Regions from separate parts of the Callithrix jacchus genome. Here region 1 is linked to region 2. Evidence: chromatin contacts called from public Hi-C data. All regions are on one chromosome and are shown on one strand. The core of a region is the stretch at or near the end of the contact, and the rest is flanking DNA. Distances in the headings are between cores, read along the strand shown. Region 1 has its middle 39 kb from the start of ZFAND3. Region 2 holds the start of MDGA1 (MAM domain containing glycosylphosphatidylinositol anchor 1).

Evidence for each region. A called contact is a pair of places that touch in the nucleus more often than the background predicts.
Region 1: a Hi-C map of skeletal muscle shows a contact between it and region 2, with 2.0 times the contacts expected there. The contact joins the enhancer-like site here to the promoter of MDGA1 in region 2. A contact is called at or near these places in 2 of 3 Hi-C or Micro-C datasets (induced pluripotent stem cells and skeletal muscle).

The regions. Positions count from the first base shown.
Region 1 is chr4:46,147,106-46,152,052 of calJac240_pri, reverse strand. No RefSeq gene overlaps it. Among named protein-coding and RNA genes, the nearest start is that of ZFAND3, 39 kb to the left of the region's middle. Within about 2 kb of position 2,737, at least 1 of the 16 cell types and tissues checked has an H3K27ac peak or open chromatin away from gene starts, as enhancers often do. A contact at or near this core is called in skeletal muscle, where this site is marked.
Region 2 is chr4:46,068,794-46,073,896 of calJac240_pri, reverse strand. It overlaps MDGA1 (MAM domain containing glycosylphosphatidylinositol anchor 1), which reads left to right and starts at 3,449. Exons shown (of 17, transcript XM_035295528.3): 1 at 3,449-3,761. The coding sequence starts at 3,695.

The sequences.
Region 1 (4,947 bases), core at 1,488-3,987, 79 kb before region 2:
TGGCCTGGGGGTCAGTCCCAACTAGATCAGTGGCCTGCCTGCCTTCCAAAGCCCTTGGAGAAAGTGCTGCCTTTCCCCACATTAGGGATGGAGGTAGAGGAGACTCGAGGTTGGGAGGCTGCAGCCTATGGCAGTTCAGCTTGCCCCACTGCCTGGTGGCAACGGCAAATTACTCAGTCTCTCTGGACCTTGCTTTCCTTGTCTAAGACAGGTCCTTTCTAGCTAAAGGGAGTACTTTGGAAGAGAGGCAGGAGCCACTTCCCTCCATCTCAGAGATTGGGTGAGTGGGTGTAGTGGGGAGGCTACAGTAGCTCTGCTCAGGGCCTTGGGCTGCTCTCCTCCCTTCCTGCAGCCATTGGGAGGAGGGGCCACTAATTATGAGGTGGAGGGCCGCTAATGAGTCCCCTAAGGACCTCAGAGACTGCCCTGATAGCACTAAAGGGCTTCCCTGAGTTTCCTTAAAAGCCTTGATGACAGAGAAACCTCCATTAGCAGGAAAATTAATCACCAGAGAGATCTTGGCCACTCCCTTCCAAGGTGCCCCTAGCTGCCCTTGATGTGCTCTCAAGTCAGAGAAGATGGAGTTTGGATATTCCCACCCATGACCTACGCTATCTGATCCCAGGTGACAGAGCAGGGTCTGTGGGTCTGGGCCTGGAGGAAATGGCAGGAAGACAGAGGGACAGGGGATGAGGCAGGGGCAGGGGCCTGTAGGGAGTGATTGCAGAGAGACCCCCAGGAGAATGCAAAGTAAATGCAAAATATGCAAAACATTAGTGATTGGTTGTGGGTCAATCACTCAGGTCCTCTCAGTCACTCAGTCATAAACTGGCAGCTGTGCACTTCAAGCCTCTGATTGGGCCCAGGGGAGGATCAGCTGGCATGACCTTGGGGGGGCTGGCCCAGGACCTCTAGCCCCTCAGGTCACCAGCCCATCTGGGCAGCCTCCCAGGCCACCAACCCTGGGCAATGAGAGATCCAGGCAGCTGCAGGATCAGAGAAACCCCTGTTCATGTAGGAACCTCCCCACCTGTTCCAGAGCCAGGGCAGACCTCAGCCCCGAGGTGCCATGCCAGGCTTGCCCACTGAGCTGCAGGGTGCTGGGGCCAAGTCTCTTCTCCTCCCTCCCCTTTCATGGTGTGCAAATTTCCCTTCTTCCCTCCCTCTCCACCCTACCCTTTCCCCTCTGGCCTCTCAGCCTCTGTCTGAATAGCCCCACTTGCTCCCTCTCTCCACCTGTTAAGGATTCTCAGTGATCTTGCCTCCAGCCTTGGATGGGAAATTTACCAACCTCAATGCTTTTGTGCCTCAGTCACTTAATTTGTACCTGGTCCTCATTTGACACATTCAGAGGGCCCAGCCAGCCCTGGGATGGGGAGGGAGAAGTCCTGCTCTATCATCTCACTTCATTGAGAAACCCCTCAGCTGCTGATGGGAGCTGCCAGTCACTCCTGCCTCTGAGGGCAGCTTGTCCATCTTGCTGCCTTCCTTTGGGCCATGCTGGTCACATGAGGAAGGCTTTCCATGCTTGCAGGACCCAGGGAGATCCCATCACCTTCTGAATACCTGAGCCTTCCCCCAGGATTCTTTCAGGGGGAAAATTCTTCCTGGGGTCTCTGGCACGGCAGGGGGAGAGAAGTAAATTAATCAACACAGTATTTGCCAAGTCCCTGCCATGTGGCCGGCAGTATTCTGGGTACAGTGCTATAAAATGAAGTGAAGGAGAGGGCACAATATATTCAGAGAAACCACCTTTTCTGAAACCCCCTTCCTCAATATGCCCTGCCAACAACACGACGTCTGGAGGCCTGTGGGCCTGAGTGGGGAACTCCATCTCTGGGGCATTCTCTGGGAAGCAGGTGGTGAGGGAGATCCAGAGGGTAGAAAGAAGAGGCGAGGCATCTGGCCCAAACTTTGCCCGAGGAGATGGGCTGGCAGGGGCCTGAGCCAGCGACACGGGACCCCACAGTGTCCATCCGCCCTCAGTAGTGGTGGATGTGGGTAGCAAGGGGGTACAGGCAGTTCTGAGCAGTTATAGACAGAGGACAGCAGGGGAGGAGCCCCCTAAAATCCTTATGCCAGCTCCGTGGAGTGCTGACTCCAGGGGGATGAGTTGAGTTTGGCACCTTCCTGCATAGTAACTCCTGGAGTCAGGCGCACTGTTGTCGTTAGGGGTGGCAGTGGTGGTGGTGTTTGTCTCTTATCTGGCCCAGGGACCCTCACCTGTTCCCCACTTTTCTCCATCATGCTCCCTTTCTTTCCATGAAGAGAGGCTAGGAGGCAAAGAGGAGGACCTGGGAGATGTGGGGGCTCTCTGAGCCATGATGAAAGTGGGAAGTCCCTGCATGGAATTTCCTCCTCTGTAAAAATCGGGATGCTCCTGCCTGCCTCCTGGGGTTGAGGTGGGAATCAGGTGAGAATGTGTATGGGCTCTGGGGACTTGAAAGTGCTATGTAAGGGTAGGGTCTTGAGTGCATGGCCCCCCATGAAGCTCACGGAGAGGTGTAAGTTTCGGCATGCTGGTTCTACCTGCCCTTCTCCTTCCACCACCCCTCCCGACCTTCCTGAGAACTCAGATACATACTATCTCCATTGCAGAATGTTTGTTAGCCACTTTCCTTTCCCCACAGCCTCAGGAAGACCCAGTCCTCTCCCAGTTTTCCTCTCCTCTCCCAGTCTCCTCCCTGCTCCCCCACAACACAGCAGTCTCCTTTGTGACATTGCTAGGATGGCTGGGAATCAGACCCCCTACTTCCCAGGGGCCTCTCCAGTGTGAGAGCCGCATCAGCTTTCCAGTATCCCCCCCTGTGGTGGCCCAGGCACCTGCTGGCTGCCCATGACCTTCAAGCAGTGCTAGGATCCTCTTTCAACTCTCCTCCCATTTCCCCAGCCTCGGGCCCCACTGCTTGTGGCCAACCTTAAGGCTGCTGTCTCTGCAGCTACCAGGGGAGGATCAGGTGTATAGTGACTGGGGCCCAACTCCTCCCTGGGGCCCAGGAGAAATCGAACATCTTCTCTTCCCGACTTTTGACTTGGCAGCCTGAGAGCATGAGCCCCCACTTCTGAAACTGGAGCAGAGAAGTGAGTGCAGAACTTGGCTGGATCCTGGGCAGCCTGAGATGCAGCACGCTTGGCTGGGCTGGGCTTGAGGATGGAAGAGGTGGGCCAAGAAAGATAGACAGGGCCTGGATTAGGGTGCCTCACTCATCTCAGGCATAAAATTTCAGGGGTGCCAAAAACTCAGCAGTTAAGAGACATAATACTTGAATGAGCTAGTTTTAAAAATCAAAATCAATGCAAAACAAGATTGTGATGGTGGCAGGCAGAATGATGCCCCCCTTCTGAAGCAGTCTACGTGCTCTTCCCTGAAACCTATGAATATGCTAAATTATATGGCCAAGGGGAGGTGGGGGCAGGTGGAAGAAAGGTTGTCAATCACAGACCTTAAGGAGGGAGAGGAGCCTGGGTTGTCCAGGTGGAGCCAAGGTAATCATAAAGGTCCTTAAAAGCAGAAGAGGGCGGCAGAAGAATTGGAATCAGGAAAAGAAATGTCATGGCTGAAGTGGAGTCAGAGAAATGTGATGTGAGAAAGACTTGCCTAGCTTTGAAGATGTAAGGGGGGCCACTGCCAAGGACTACAAGCAACCTCTAGAAACTAGAAAAGGCGAGAAGGCAGATGTTCTCCCAAAGCCTCCAGAAAGAAATGAAGTCCTGCTGACACCTTGTTTTTAGCTCAGTGAGACCAGCGTCTGACTGTGACTTACAGAACTGGGAAATAATAAACTTGTGTTGTTTTAAGGCACTTGGTTTGTGGTAATTTACAATGGCAGCAATAAGAAACTAATACAATGAAGAACCGGATACCAACCTTTTAAATAAAGACAGGATCAGGAGATGCTAGGCTTCCAGCCTCACAGCCTTCGTTCTCATGCCCACTCAGTTCAGTCCTTGAACTGCAGGTGAGATCAAGGGGGTGGGGGTGACAAGGCAGAGCTAAGAGAGGATTTGGGGGGCACTATGGCAGCTCCCGAGATTCATGGTCTTAGGTTGTGGTGGGGACGGGCAGATGGGAGGAAGTAAAGAGAGGAAAGAAGAAAAGAGAGGAACAGAAGAGCATTGACACACAGCTAGAATCAGGCACAGAGGGGGACTCAGAGGGCTGGACGTGGTGGCTCACGCCTGTAATCCCAGCACTTTAGGAGGCCAAGGTAAACAGATCACTTGAGGTCAAGAGTTCAAGACCAGCCTGGCCAACAAGGCGAAACTCCATCTCTACTGAAAATACAAAAATTAGCTGGGCACCGTGGCTCAAGCCTGTAATCACAGCTACTCGGGAGGCTGAGGCTGGAGAATTGCTTAAACCTGGGCGGTGGAGGTTGCAGTGAGATGAGACTGCACCACTGCACTTCAGCCTGGGCAACAGAGCCAGACTCTGTCTCAAAAAGAAAAAAAAAGGGAGACTCAGAGAATTAGAGCTGGAAGAAGAAGTCAAAAATTAGAGATTTTACTAATTTCAGTTTGGCTGGCATATTAGTATTATATTAATATTCAGTAATTTTTATAAATTAAAATTATACATACACACTGTTAAAAAGTCAAATACTAAAAGGCTGATAATGAAACAGCTGTTTCCACACTGGCCTTCTGTGCCCTGCAGTCCTGCTCCTGAGAGGCAGCCACTTTTAAGTTTTAACTGTTTTTGTTTTTTCCTAATATTTTCAGATTTCTATGCAAAAATTGCTTATTTTTCTACTTACGTTTCAGTTTAAGTATTAACGATTGACTCTATGGTATGGAAGATGAAAAGTTAAGTTTGCTAACCCAACTCTCCCACTTTTTCTCTGCCAGTGTAGTTTTATCACTTTATCCCATCTTTTTTTTTTAGACAGAGTTTCACTTTTCACTTTTGTTGCCCAGGCTGGAGTGCAATGGCACGATCTTGGCTTA
Region 2 (5,103 bases), core at 2,200-4,699:
CAGGCACACACAAACAGGCTGTCAAGGTATTTACACTGCATATAATTAGCTGCAGAGTATTCACAAGTGGATTAGCTACAGCAAATGTTCAATCCCAGCCTGGCTAATTTGGTTCTCTGTTACCCCCACCCCCTCCATTATGAACCTTCTCTCTCCTCCAGGCTGGTGTGTGAGTTCAGAGAGGGCAAACTCAAGAGAATGTCAGCTGAGTCAGTGCAGTTCCCTCACCCCAAAGCCAAAGGGGAGCAGTTGACTGCTGTTTGGTGTTGGAACAGCTAATTGGAAAATCAGAGGGCAGTATCCCATGACATGGAGAAGTACACATTCAGCTCAGAATGGGCAAAGCCAGGAAAAGCCACGGTTGCCGTGATCACGCCCTGAGAGCTTCCTGGAAGAGGTGGCGACTTCCAGGAACCCTCTAATAATGGGAAGAGGATGACAATAGAAGAAGCTACTCCTCATCACTCCCTCAGTTGGCACCACTTCCTTTTCTGCCTGGATGGGAGCAGTGGTTAGGAAGAGGCATGGTGGCTGTGTATCTCTGTGGGACAGAAAATGAATTTTTTTCCTTTGAGGTAACAGTGGGAGCTGGGGAGTGAAAGGATATCTACCCTGAGGGTATCCCAGGTCTGTGATATCTGGCTATGATGGGCATCATTCATGAATTCACTGAACAAGTCTGCAGCTGGCATCTGCTGGGTGCACTGCATTGAGCCTGGACCCCACCCCCAATATCGACCTTGGATCCACGGGGTAGGAAGGAGAGAGAAGAGGGAAGAGGGCAGGAGGGAGACACAAACGAGTGGAGGTGGGCTAGAGAACAGGAGGAGTCTTGGGATGTTCTCGGGCTTCCCGGAGGTGGACAGAAAGGGGACTGAGAAAGGGCGATGGAACCTCCCAAGCCACCAGGCACTTCCCGACACCTCCCGCCCTCCTGCTCCCCTCCTAGCAGTCGGGAGTGCGCTCTCCCAAGGGGCTAAGCCTAGGGGAGTCAGGGGAGGAGGGACCCAGCAGAAAATGGGCCTGGGGAAGGAGTGGTTATTACTATTATTTTTAAAAAATTTATTTGCCGAGACAAATTAACCCTTTTTGGGTGTGCAGATCTTTGAGTTTTGACAAATGCATAGAGTCATGGAACCACGATCAAGATACTGAGCAGTTCCAGGGGGCGAGGGGAGGGAGGTTTGTAGTCTCCCCGCTTGTTAGCTGCTGCGATTGTCCGCGCTCCCACCGGCCGCCCTAAAACAATCCTTGCGCACACGCTGAGATATATAACGGCGACAGGTGGAGCAGGTGAGATTAGCAGGACCCGGGTTGGGCGCCGGGCGCGATCAGAGGCGCCGGCGAGGCCACCGGTCTAGTTGGCCAGCCTACGCCCCTCCCCGCGGGCGTTTGGGAGGAGCGTTCTCCGCACCCCTGCTCCGCAGGGGCCCCTTCGCGGCGGCTGAGACCCGAGTGCCGGACACCCCCGGCCGGAGCGGGGCCGGGGCTCGGCAGCCGGAAGGTGTGCCCCCGGGGCGCTTGGGGGCGCCTGAGGTCCCGAGGGGAGGTAGGCTGGGGAGAGCCGCGAGCCGAGGAGAATGTGGGGTGACTTAGGGGAGCTCTGGCGGAGGGGTCGCGCGAGCAAACCTGTTGGCAACCTGTGGGCCGCAGCAAGGGCAGGAGCTCTAAGCGCGACCTCTCCGCCAGCTGCTCGGGCCTGGCCCCCGCGCGGGACCCAGGGAGAGGCCCAGATGCCTGGAGAGGGGCGGAGGCCTCCGGAGCGCGGGAGGCAGCCTAGCAGACCCACAGCCGCGGCCCGGCTCGCGCGGCCTCAGGACCCCAGGAACCGCAGGCGCCCGGCCTTTTCCTAGGGCCCCCGCTTCAGTCCCGGCTCCCGAAAGTGCTGAACATTTACGAAGTGTGCAGTGCCCTGAGGGCTGGGGTCCCCGGAGCGATCTCCCCCCGTTCTTCCCGGGGGCGTGCTGGCCTCGTTGCACCGGGCTCGGCCAGCCAGGCTGGGTGTGCAAGGAGGGCGAACCGCGAGTGTGCGAGCGCGCGGCTGCACAGCCCGCTCCGAAACCCACGTCCCTCCGCCACTGTCCTCTGGATAGATGGATCCATTTCTGCTTTCTGACATTTTCCTGCTGGGCGGGGTGGGGGGGGGGCGAAATGTTAGGGGGCGGAGAGAGGAAGAGAGAGAGAGGTGGGGGAGAGGCGAAAGGGAAAGACTAGAGGGAGAGGGAAGAGGAGAGAGAGAGAGAGAGGAGAGAGGGGGGGGAGAGAGAGAGGGGAGAGAGAGAGAGAGAGAAAGAGAGGAGAGAGAGAGAGAGAGAGGAGAGAGAGAGAGAGAGAGAGAGAGAGAGAGAGAGAGAGAGAGAGAGAGAGAGAGAAAGAAAGAAAGAGAGAGAGAGAGAGAGAGCAGGCAGTCTGCTTCCCCCAACCCTGTTTTGTTTTCTCTAATTGGTCCTGGGGGAGGCGAGGAAATTGGACAGAGGCTGGGCCAGGCGAGCTGGGCTGCCTTTAATTGGCTCCTTTTTTTAACTGGAGGGGAATCAAACAGGAGAGCGAGCGACAACGGGTGGGAGAGCGAGAGACCGAACGAGGAGACGCGAGGAGGAGGGAGGAGGAAGGGAGGGAGGGAGCGGGAGGAGCGCGGAATGAAAAGCTCGGAGGGGCGAAAAAGCTGCACAGCAAAGCCCAAGTTGCTGAGCGAGCGGAGCGCTCCGGCGGCCCAGAGCCGAGCGGCCGCCGCGCCCCGGAGCCCGGCCCGGCCCCGCCCGCTCTGGGCCCCCGCAGTCCGAGGCCGCCGGGCGGGGGCGGGGACGACCAACTTGGGGCGCGGCGCAGCCCGGCTCTACCCAGAGCTCGGAGCCCGGGAGTGCCACGGCCGCGGCCAGACAGCTGGTGCGGAGCGCAGCGAGCCGAGGCGGCGAGCGGCGCCCGCGCCGCAGCCCCGGCCTGGGCGAGAGAGCGAATATTTTTCAAACGACTCAAACTTTCCTCCTTTCCCCATTTTCTGGGGCCCCTCTTGCCTGGAATTGTTCTCCAGATTCCCGCGGGGCGCCGGGCTGCGATTCCTCCCACGGGTTTGTCGGCGGCTCGGCTAACTTCGCGGACCCGGGGACCCGCGGCGCTAGTCCCTGGGCCGAACCTAGCCCGCGCTGCTCCCCGACTCTGGAGGGCCGGGTCCGGGGCTCCTTCGCTGGCCGCCGCGAGGGCGTTCAGCCCGGCCCCCCGGAGTGGGGCCGCTGAGGCCCCGGCGGCGGCCGCAGGACTGGAAACAGCGGATTAACTCGAGCGGAGCCCGGGCCTCCCCAACTCCGCTCCGCTGAGGGGCGGCCCCAAGGAGGGGAACGACAAGTTTGTCAGTCGTCCGTGGTCTGTTGGATCGAAGCGCCGCCACTGCCGCCGCGGAGAGGTCCCCGGCACCCACCATCCGGTGCGGATAGCCCTGGGGACCCGGGGCGGCTCAGCGGCACCCGGGGCTTGGCCAGCGCCCCCTGCGTCCCCACGCGAGCAGCAGCCCCACCAGAGGAGAAACCTGGGTCGCCGCCACCTCCGCCTCTTCAGCCTCCTGGTCTCGGTGGCCGTGCTCTCTGTCACCTCTCAGGGAAAGGGGGGGATATAGGGGCGTCGCGGGTCCCCGGCGAATGCGCCCCCCGCTGCCTCTCGGGCTGCGCCGCCTCGCGGGGATGAAGTACCGGCCGTGAAGATGGAGGTGACCTGCCTTCTACTTCTGGCGCTGATCCCCTTCCACTGCCGGGGACAAGGAGTCTACGGTAAGAGCCCGCGTCCCGCTCTACCTCGGCTTAGCCCGGCGCGGAAACTTTGCAAGAGGCGCGAAGTGCGCGCTGCCGGGGTTCGGTGGAGACCTCGACTCGGACTCTGGAGTGGATGCCCGCGTCCCCGCCCTCTCCAGGGCTCGAGGAGACCGAGCTGCTTCGGAGCACAGGGGCCGTCCTAGGGTCTGGTGTGAAGCCGGGATGTCAGGGGGAGGTACCCACTTTCCCACACCATGCTAGAGGCGGGGATCACTAGGAACCCTTGAGAGCATTCGGGAGACCCGGACAGACCCAGCCCAGGACTGGTGCAGCGACTCGCACCGAAACCCGTCTTGGCACGGCCTCCGGAGTAGAAGCCAAGCGATGCATGTTCCGGAGTTGAGCGCGGCTTGCGGGCGAGCCTGCTGTCAGCACGGCGGCCGGGCGGCGGGCTCGCCTTCCTCGCTGTCGCTGCGGCTTCGCTGCTTCTACTCACGGCTTGATAGCCTGATCCAGATGCTGGCATCTCCTGGCTCCGGCGCCGACGACCCCGACATCTCTTTTTAGACCTTCCCTGAGCCAGTTCTTACTGTCCCCAGTTCCTAGCTACAAACTCAACCCCACCTTCCTTCTTCCTGCGTACACACACACACACACACACACACACTCAGCCACCATCCCCAGAAAACGGCACACATCCACCGGGATACGTGTCCAAACTCTGCCTCTTGCCACCCAGCCTTGCTCCTGCGTCTGCATGCCTCACTCTGGTTACCAAGGGAGACTCTGGTTACCCCTTCCCCCCTCCATCCCCTGGGTTTTCCCAGGGAAGGCCCAGGGCATCATTCATTCAGTCACCCGGTGCTCAGACTCCGGCAGTGCCTTAACCCCGTAGCGCAAAAAATCATTCTCAGGGGCCCAGGGGCCCTTACTTTGCTTTATCCTGACTGCAGGATGGCTTGTCTAGATCCCTTTTTAGTGATGTGTGGCTGGGGTGGGCAGGATTTTCTCTCTCTCCTTTTCTGTTGGGTCAAAGGGTTAATGATTCCTCTTTAGATCAGGGGAGTCTGACCTATTCTTTGTGGGGTGGCATAGGCACTGACCACCGGCTGCCAGCCTCAGGTGCTGAGACTAAAGCATCCTGGATGGTGAATGGCCTCTCTGCCTGTGCCTGGCAAGAGGAAGGTGTGTCCTGAAGGGTGTCTGGGAGGTGACATGCTCCTGACCCTACTCAGCTAGCTGGCTTGGGCTTAATTCTCTGGTAAGACTAGCCCAGGCATCTGGCCAAACTCTGCTTCTTAATTAGTTTGTGTATCTCTTACTGCCTGGCCCCTCACAGAGGCCAGGAAAGGCAGGAAAG